Regions from separate parts of the Zea mays genome. Here regions 1 and 3 are each linked to region 2. The links are chromatin contacts, called in public Hi-C maps. All regions are on one chromosome and are shown on one strand. Each heading gives the region's core, a stretch centred on a gene start, on an enhancer-like site or on the middle of the called end of the contact. The rest is flanking DNA. Distances are from core to core; before and after follow the strand shown. Region 1 holds the start of LOC103653170 (F-box protein At5g39450). Region 2 holds the start of LOC100193686. Region 3 holds the start of LOC100281389.

What was found. A called contact is a pair of places that touch in the nucleus more often than the background predicts.
Region 1: a Hi-C map of bundle sheath shows a contact between it and region 2, with 3 times the contacts expected there. The contact joins the promoter of LOC103653170 here to the promoter of LOC100193686 in region 2. A contact is called at or near these places in 7 of 25 Hi-C or Micro-C datasets (bundle sheath, ear, endosperm and 3 more) and 1 of 3 datasets of contacts at active chromatin or transcription factors (leaf).
Region 3: a contact with region 2 is called in a Hi-C map of ear, with 2.0 times the contacts expected there. The contact joins the promoter of LOC100281389 here to the promoter of LOC100193686 in region 2. A contact is called at or near these places in 2 of 25 Hi-C or Micro-C datasets (ear and tassel).

Annotation. Positions count from the first base shown.
Region 1 is chr4:42,456,883-42,459,678 of Zm-B73-REFERENCE-NAM-5.0, forward strand. LOC103653170 (F-box protein At5g39450) reads right to left here and starts at 1,360. Exons shown (of 2, transcript XM_008680132.4): 1 at 1-1,360. The coding sequence starts at 1,253. LOC100283849 reads left to right here and starts at 2,237. Exons shown (of 4, transcript NM_001156747.1): 1 at 2,237-2,551. The coding sequence starts at 2,363.
Region 2 is chr4:42,762,416-42,765,177 of Zm-B73-REFERENCE-NAM-5.0, forward strand. It overlaps LOC100193686, which reads left to right and starts at 1,334. Exons shown (of 11, transcript NM_001138778.1): 1 at 1,334-1,678; 2 at 2,206-2,272; 3 at 2,376-2,495. The coding sequence starts at 1,548.
Region 3 is chr4:42,427,760-42,430,607 of Zm-B73-REFERENCE-NAM-5.0, forward strand. LOC100281389 reads right to left here and starts at 1,445. Exons shown (of 6, transcript NM_001154307.1): 1 at 1,047-1,445; 2 at 555-749; 3 at 108-422. The coding sequence starts at 1,208.

The DNA of each region.
Region 1 (2,796 bases), core at 110-2,609, 310 kb before region 2:
AGCTGAAGCTTCCCCTCACTGTCCTCTTCATATGAGAGTAGCAGAAAGAAGAGAGCCTTCTTGGGCTTGCATCCATCGTCTGGCCGCCCCGGTGGCCACCCGAATGTGCCTCCCCACAGACCGGCGTACTCCCTTCCCGGCATGGGCGCCTGCACCCTGAGCTTGTAGAGCGCGAACCGGTTGTCATGCATGCTCGGCCACGCACGGTAAGTGGACAGCCGCATTCTTGCGCCGCGGAGGCTCAGCCCGACACTCTCCCCGTCGTGTAGGAAGTCAGACAAGGAGAGATGTTTGGCGTCCACATTGTCGGCCCTGGAATTTGCAGACACTGACCGTGTGACCATCTGGCGCAGGCCGTTCCTGAAATACCCCGCCACGGCAGAGAGGCTCCTCCGCAGGGGAATCCTGTGCCCACCGTCGGTCGTGGTCGTCGTTGTCGCCTTCTTCCTGGCTTCCAGAAGGAGGCCCTGGACCTCCGGCGTGCGCACCATGCCCCCCGCGGACTCCCTGTGCAGGCGCAGCATGGCCTCCCGGCGCGCGGCGAGCAGCGGGAGGTCGTCCTCGGAGCACGCGAAGAGCGGGGCGTCGACGAGGTCGGGCGGCAGCGTGACCCGACAGGCGGCGACGAGGGAGTCGAGCAGGCGGCGGCGGTCGCCGAAGGAGAGGCGGGCGAAGCGGTGTGGGCTGGAGGAGGAGGAGGAAGCGAACGGATCCCTGGCGATGTGCGCCTCGAGAAAGATGACGTTGGCGTGGGGCTGCAGGGAGGCGAGCAGGCCTGGGAAGAGGTGGGCGTGGTGGTGGCCGTGGAGGAAGAGGAGCGCGGGGCGGCCGTGGGCGTCGGCAAGGAGCTCGAAGACGGGCGCCCAGCGGAGGCGCGGGGAGAGCTCCTGCGGTATGGCGCGGGCGGCGACGACGGAGAGGAAGCCCGGGACAGCAGCGACGAGGTTGCCGAGCTCGGGGTTCTGGTGCGCCCAGAGGCCGAGCAGCGGCGCGGCGGAGTGGAGGAAGCGGCAGACGGCGAGGGAGGAGCCCGCGGCGGCGGCGCGCCACGCGAGCAGGTGCGGCTGCGAGGGCAGCAGGCGGCGGCACTGCGCCAGCCACGCCTTGTCGGCCGAGAGCGCGCGGCGGAGGCGGCGGGACGCGGCGGACAGCGCGAGGAGGTCGCGGGGTCGGAGGTGCGCCGAGATGAGCGCCAGCACGTCCTCCGGGAGGGAGAGGATGAGGTCGGCGCCGTCCCTGGCGACGGCGAGCATCGTGGGGATTTGGGGTGGGTGGGTGGGGAGCTGCTCTGTTCCCTCCCTCAGATTTCTTCTTCCTCCTCGCCCACCACGATAATAATTCCTCCTCGGCGTCGTCGTCGTGGTCGGGGAGGTTTATAAATAAAAAAATATTAATCCGGACGGCATCAGTCTCGTGTCCACTACTATCAGACCGAACGCACACGCACCACTGAAGCTGCTATCAATAACCCCCTAACTTTAGAAATTAGAATTGGACCTGCTGCTTTCCTTCCACTTTTTGGATAATCGTTTATTATAAACCACTTATGCAAGAATAAGAACCGTTTACTCCCAAGTTTGAAAATTTTGCTTTCACAAACTGCCTTGCTAGAATTCAAATGCTTAAATTTTAGTTTTAGAAGGGTTCATCATTCTCACGAAATGACAATGCATTTGCCATTCATCTTATTATCTTATTATTGTGACGGCAACTAGTTAAATTTTCACTTTTAACTACTGGATAGGAAGGTATCTTAAGGCTTATTTAAGAGCAAGAATATTGGATGGATTGCCGGGGCAAAATTTATCTTGCTATTTAAAATTTAATAGAAGATGATTTTAGACCCTCAAATCATTGGTTTCAAAATTTAATAGTAAGATGATTTTAGTTTCTTCAATTTTCTTCGGTATCGTTGCTCTCAAAAAGCTCAAGTGCTTTTGAGAACTGAGGCATGTATTCTAATGACTAATTTTAAGTCCCTATATTTTATTCGCTAAATTATTAAATATAAAAATTAAAACTCTATTTTAATTTTCGTATTTGATAATTTAGGAACTAAAATAGAATAAAATGAAGAGTCTAAAATTACTCAGGAAATTAGACCAATGCAAAAGTTTTTTTTCAGGAAAAGGCATCATTTTTTTGGAGAATTGAAAACGGTGGGACAGCACTTTTCCGAGAGAAAATACGGGGCCAGCCCATCTTTAAACGGGCCTCGGTTGGCTTTGGCCTAACCCATTTTCATGAAGCCCAGTAAGGGAAGGGAGAGCCGATTCATTTGCATTTTTCTGAGCAGATGCAGATCGATCCCGAGTTCCGCTGACTGCAGAGGAGAGAGATCTAGAGCGAGGGAGGGAGGGAAATGGGCCACGAGGCTGCGGCGCCGGGGTCGTCGGTGCTCGGCCGCGCGGTGGAGGAGGTGCGCTCGGCCCTCAACGAGCACGCCGACGTGGTTGCCGACCTCTTCGGTCGCGTCTCCTCCGAAGTGCGCACCGGCTTCGCGCCCGCCGTCGACTCCTTCGTTGGCTTCTTCCACGCCGTCGACTGGAAGGTATACGCGCCCGCGCTCCGCCCCCTCCCGTCGTGGTTGATGGAATGAAATCTCTATATTGTTCTTATGCGTGCTTGGATCTAGCTACGCTGCTATGTATGCTTCGTTAGTCGTCAAAAGGTCATTAGATGCCATCACACTGTTGGATTTGACTCCATGGTCTGAAACTTGCTTGCTTGAGGTTAACTGGTTAAGTGACGATGGATCAAATTAGGAAAGGGAATTACGGATCATGCCATTCCTTG
Region 2 (2,762 bases), core at 84-2,583:
GGACTAAGGGCCTGTTTGTTTACCCCCGAGATTATATAATTTGGATTAAATAATCTTAAGAGGCAAACAAACAGTCCAGCTTATTTGACTAGATTATATAATCTAACCCCTTGGATTATGATAATCCATAAGCAAGTGAGGAGGTGCTTATTTCAGATTATTTTTTTCCCACTTCCCCACTACCCTTTCAAGTTTCCTAGAAATTACCCACCATTGCCATTATAATCCACCGAATCGTTTTTGCGCCTAGTACTAGTCAATTTGGGGATGAAGAAGGTGACATGAATGCCTTCCGTGATAATATTGCTAATGCAATATTTGCCAATGTCAATTGATTTTTTTTTTCATATATGAGTTTCAACCTAGTACAAATATAAAGGGCATTCTTGTCTTTCTCATACAAAAAAATCTTATTAACAACTCAAATAATCTGGGTAAACAAACAGGACTACCGAGATTATATAATCCAGATTATATAATCCTCCAAAAATAATCCAGATTATATAATCCATGGGGGTAAACAAACAGGCCCTAAAAGGGTCCGTCGTCGCCTGTCAACTCAACCGCACCACGCACTTTGGGTACACCAAACCAAACCGCCGCTGCAGAATCGCAACGGATCCACTCACGTAGGTCTGGAACTGGAACAAGTATACGTCGGTCCGCAACAGAGACGGCACGGTGGTTGCGCGGTGGTTTGCCTTGCGATTTGCATGCATGCATGCATCACGATAATAATCGGCTGCACCCACCGGACACCGGCAGAGCAAGCAACTCGCTACCTAATCCTAATAATCGGCTGCAGCCACCGTACCTAATGACACCCTGCAGCAAAAGCAAGCATGCACGCAGCAGCAGGACGCGCGCCATCACTGAGACCCACCCGCTACGCGTCGCCGTCTCCCAGCCGCCATCCCTCCCCGCTAGCTACTATTCGCTAACGGCTAACCCTTTCTCTCTGCTCGCCTCGCCATTACTGTTCGGACTGAGCTCTGCCTGCTGGAGCCTGGACTACATCGTGATGATGGCGGAGGTGCCTGCGCTCCTCTTTAACAATTTCTCCCTTCCTTTCCTTCTTTCTTTCTTTCTTTTATGCCCGTCTCCTTTTCTTAATCTTTTTTCCCCTGACGAGCGTTCGAGCGCGCGAAGCCCTGGGCCTGCGCGTATCTTCCTGCAGGGTTTCATTTCGTCCTCCCGGCCCCTCCCTCTCTTTATTAGCTTTCCTAATGATTTCCTCTGGCCTCAGCTCGAGCTCGCTCGTGCGTGGGCCAATATAATCCTCCACAAATCCCACCCCGCCTCTCATCACGGCCTCCCCTCCCCTGGTACTATACGCGTGTTCCGCCGCGAGCTCCATTAGCGCGGCTAGCTCCCATGCTCATCGCTTTCGCTGACCTTTGAGAGCCATATTCTGTTCCTCCTCCTCCTCCTCCTCCTTCAGTTGGTAGCGCTCGTCATCATTCCAGGCAGCAAGATCGCATGACACACAGCTGAAGCTCGGCTTTGGCGCTTCTTGGTGACCGAAGCACGCGCAGCATCCATCCGCCATGGAGAGTGCCGGCGGACGACCAGAGGCGGCGGCGGCGGCGGTGCTCAAGGTCAAGGGAAGAGACGCCGGAAGAAGACCGAACGGGGCTCACTCGTCTTCTTCCTGCCTGCAACACCGACACTCCAGAAGGTTAGTTAGCATCAAGCATGAAGCACCCATTCTGGCTTTTTTTAGTTATTCACTTATTCCTTGTTTCTTTCTTTCTTTCTTTCTTTTTTCCAGCGAAACTGACCGTATGTTCCTTATATTATTATATACACTGCAATTCTCTGTGCCCTGTCTTTGTCGATCACTTCACTTCGCTTCAGTTGATATGGACCGCTCAGCAACGCTGAAACTTTGTGTTCTAGGCTTCTGCTGTACTTCCAGAGCTGTTTTTTTTTTCCAGCTACCGCTGTTCGATCCCTTTTCTGTCGGTGAATACTGAATAGCAAGACAGACACTTCAGCTGCACTTCCAGAGCCATTTTTCCAGCTCCGTGTCATCTGCTTGCTAGTTGCTACCATGTTTCTGGCGCCATTCTACTGGAAAAAAAAATAAAGAAAGAAAGATCATAGTTATCCAGTCGTCAGTAGCTTTAAACCACGCACCGATCCTCTTGTTGGCTCGGTGGTGTCCTTCTGACCTCAACCAGTCATTGTGTTTTTTTTTTCCAGAACAACGAGCGCGTCGTACGTAAATGCTCCCGACGTGTCGCCGCGACTCTCCGCCGGTCACATACCTGTGGGTAACCTAACCCGCCTTCGGTTCTTGCTCATGTTCGTCAAACTGACATACTGAAAGCTCGCGTCTTCCACGCCTTTTATTTCCATGCATGGTTGCGCAGGCGGCCATCAGTCGCAGTGAGGTGCTCGACGACACAAGGCGTTCGCTCGACCTCCCTGACCAGTTTCCCGAGCATCGCGTCGCCGCAGCCACAGAGAGAGCTGAAAGAAGCGGTTCGAAGGTTAGTGTTAGCTGGCTCATGATCTTGGAGGGCCAGGGCCTAGCTGTTTTTTCTTTCTTTCCAAAAGCTGTTATTAGAGTGCAGGTCTTCCGACTTCCGTCCATGCTTTATTACCAATCACATTCCTGGCTGTTATCCATCTCTTGTGCCAGCACAATGATGCTTTGTCATATCTAGGGAGAAGTGAGTAAAAGCCATGAGTGATGATTATGCTTCTCTTCTTCTTTTCCTTCTTAATGACGTACTGCCAGTACGTACGTGCTGTTG
Region 3 (2,848 bases), core at 195-2,694, 330 kb before region 2:
GAACCTACAATAGGCTCTAAAGTAAAACCACATCTACATCTTTACCTATATCAGAGAGAACAGCACAGGGAACAAAGAAGGAACCAGTGAAACAAACAAACAGGTACCTGCTTAATATCATGGTCAAACAGCGCAGGGTTCTGTGCATAATCCCCATTTCTCATCTTGGCATCAATTATTTGCAAACCAATAACGTCGTCTGGCTTACTGCCGTGGAATGTTGCAGCTAGCAGATCACACAACATGGCAAACTTCTCGGAGATTAGAATGTCAAAGAGAGTGTCGTGGCACATCGCCTTGTTGGCTTCCAAAGATGCAACTGTTCCATCTTCTAACTTAACCAAGGCACCACTACTCTCTTCAGAATGTAGAGCTCCAGTAGCGTCCTCTTCGTCTGTTCCTCGGTCATCAACTAAGTTTCCCTGGTAGATCCAGAAAACAGAAGTGAAGCTTTTGTTAGGGGAAAGATATGTATGTTCCCAAGAGGAAAAGCATTAGACGAGGCGAGCATGCACAGGCTATGTTCAATCTGAAGGACCGGATGGGTTACTAACATGTTCTGTGGGATGCCAACCATTATATCTGAGCGCATCTCGGATGCAGTTCTGAATCCCTCCGGCGCTCTGGTTCACAGCAGTGGATCGAAGGACGCCCTCCAGCGTGTCCCTCCAGCTTCTCCAGTGCCTGTCCAGCGTTTGGCGCCCACCTTGCTGGGAATTGGTGGCGTGCACCACCGCGCTCATCTGATTCTGCTCAAGGGGGGAGCAGGGGGTAAAATGACAAATCTCGTGAAACAAGAGCCATCACTGAGCTATATAATTCGTCACCCAAGAAGACGAGTGACAGCATTACAGGACACCCTAACACAGAGAGCAAACGTTGCGATACAGAAAGGGAATCTTTGCAAGACGGATCCGAAATCTAGCGGCGTATAAACGAAATCTACTAGTAACTGAAGGCACCACGAGGCTGGAGAGACGCTCGCTCTAGTAAAACCCACGTCGTCGTCATGGCAAAAGAGATAGGGTTTGGAGGGCAATGCGTACCTTGACGGGATCGGGGTCGGGGCCCGACGTGACGGCGCTGTGGCCGGCGTTGGCGCCGGTGCCGCGGCGTCGTCTCTTGTAGGTGAGGACGTCGGGTTGGACCAGGCCTCCCGAAGCGGGGCGCTTGGGACGGCGGCCTCTGGGGGCACCGTCGGAGGCCATACGCGGACACAGCTAGCAGAGCGTGTCTCCCAGGCCAAAGAAACGGCGGCGAGATGGGGAACGGGAAGCGTGAGGAGGAGAGGGTCAGGGCAGTGAGGAGGCGGCGACAGGGCTAGGGTTTGATGGGAAATTAGAGATCTTGGTGGGCAACCGAAGCACGCCGGAGCGGAGAGGGACGAGGGGAGGGTGGGAGGACGAAGCGAAGCCGCTGCAAGCGGTTGTCCAAACCGGAGGAGCGGGGGAAACTAGCGCCGAGAGCCAAAACCTTGTCCTTCGACACCGCACACACTTCGTCCACTGTCACCACACAGCTAGGTTAAATTATTGGAAAACTTCCCTCTTGGATGGATTGAAAGAGTGAGGTTTGTCTAGACGACATGAACCAACGTCAATAGCTGCGGAGAACTTAAACGATTGAGCTAGTTGCAAGAATAAGAACATAACCATCACATTTTCACCAAGTTCACTGGAAAACAAGTAACAAAATTGAAACATGCATTTTTTTTTATAATGCCAATGGTCGAGCGCGGCGACAATTGCCATTATGAAACAACAGAGAAGTGGTTTCGATAAATTGGAGGCGTTGCCGATGGATTCTCTGTTTTGGAGACGCAGCCAACAGACAAACTCTAAAATGGATACGAGCCGGTCAATAGGGGCTGAGCAAACAGAGATTAGTCTCCTTTCGCCATTATCGTCGCCGTGCTCAGACGTCGTCTGGCGTCGTATTCTTCTCTCCGTCGCGGACAGCTCTTGCGTCTCCTCTGCGTCTGGCGGTCGTCTTCTTCTCTCCTCCTCTTGCAGCGGTGAGTTCTCGTCGTCCTCCATTCGAAACCGCTCCTCTCAACTCCCGTTTATCTGAGTTCTCCTCGACTCGTCTTGCTTAGGGTTTATCTGAGTTCGGATCCATGGAGTTCGATCCGTTTGGCATTTCGCCAGGCTGCAACTCCCCCGATCTACACCTTGTGCAATCACCGTTTACCACTCTTGCTTCACCGAGCTCAACTGCGTCACTAGTGCCATTGGGGGTACCGAGTTCAACTGCGCCACTAGTGCCATTGGGGGAAATAGTTGGCAGTGAGGTGAGCTCAATTTACAGAACTATGTCATTAATTGTGAAAATAATATCGTTGATGATTGGATGCTCCTGCATTGTCTGTAATATAGGAAGTTCAGAGGATTGATGGAACAACACAACTGGACTGGGATTCGATTATAGTTTCTAATGTATTGGATGAAGAAGGAAGAGTACAAGTACCATGCGAAAATGAGATATATTGTAATCTTGGACTCAATACAGATGATGAGGCTGCAAATAATAGAAAGCGTGATAGATTTTATAGCAGTGGTACAACTTGTCATTGAAAGGGAATTAGGCTTACACCCATTTCCTAATTGATTTTGGTGGTTGAATTGCCCAACACAAATAATTGGACTAACTAGTTTTGCTCTAGTGTGAAAGTTATACAGGTGCCAAAGGTTCACACTTAGCCAATAAAAAGGCCAAGAATTGGGTTCAACAAAAAGAGCAAGGGATAACCGAAGGCAGCCCTGGTCTGGCGCACCGGACTGTCCGGTGCACCACCGGACAGTGTCCGGTTCACCAGGGGACTTAACGCTGAACTCTTCACCTTCGGGAA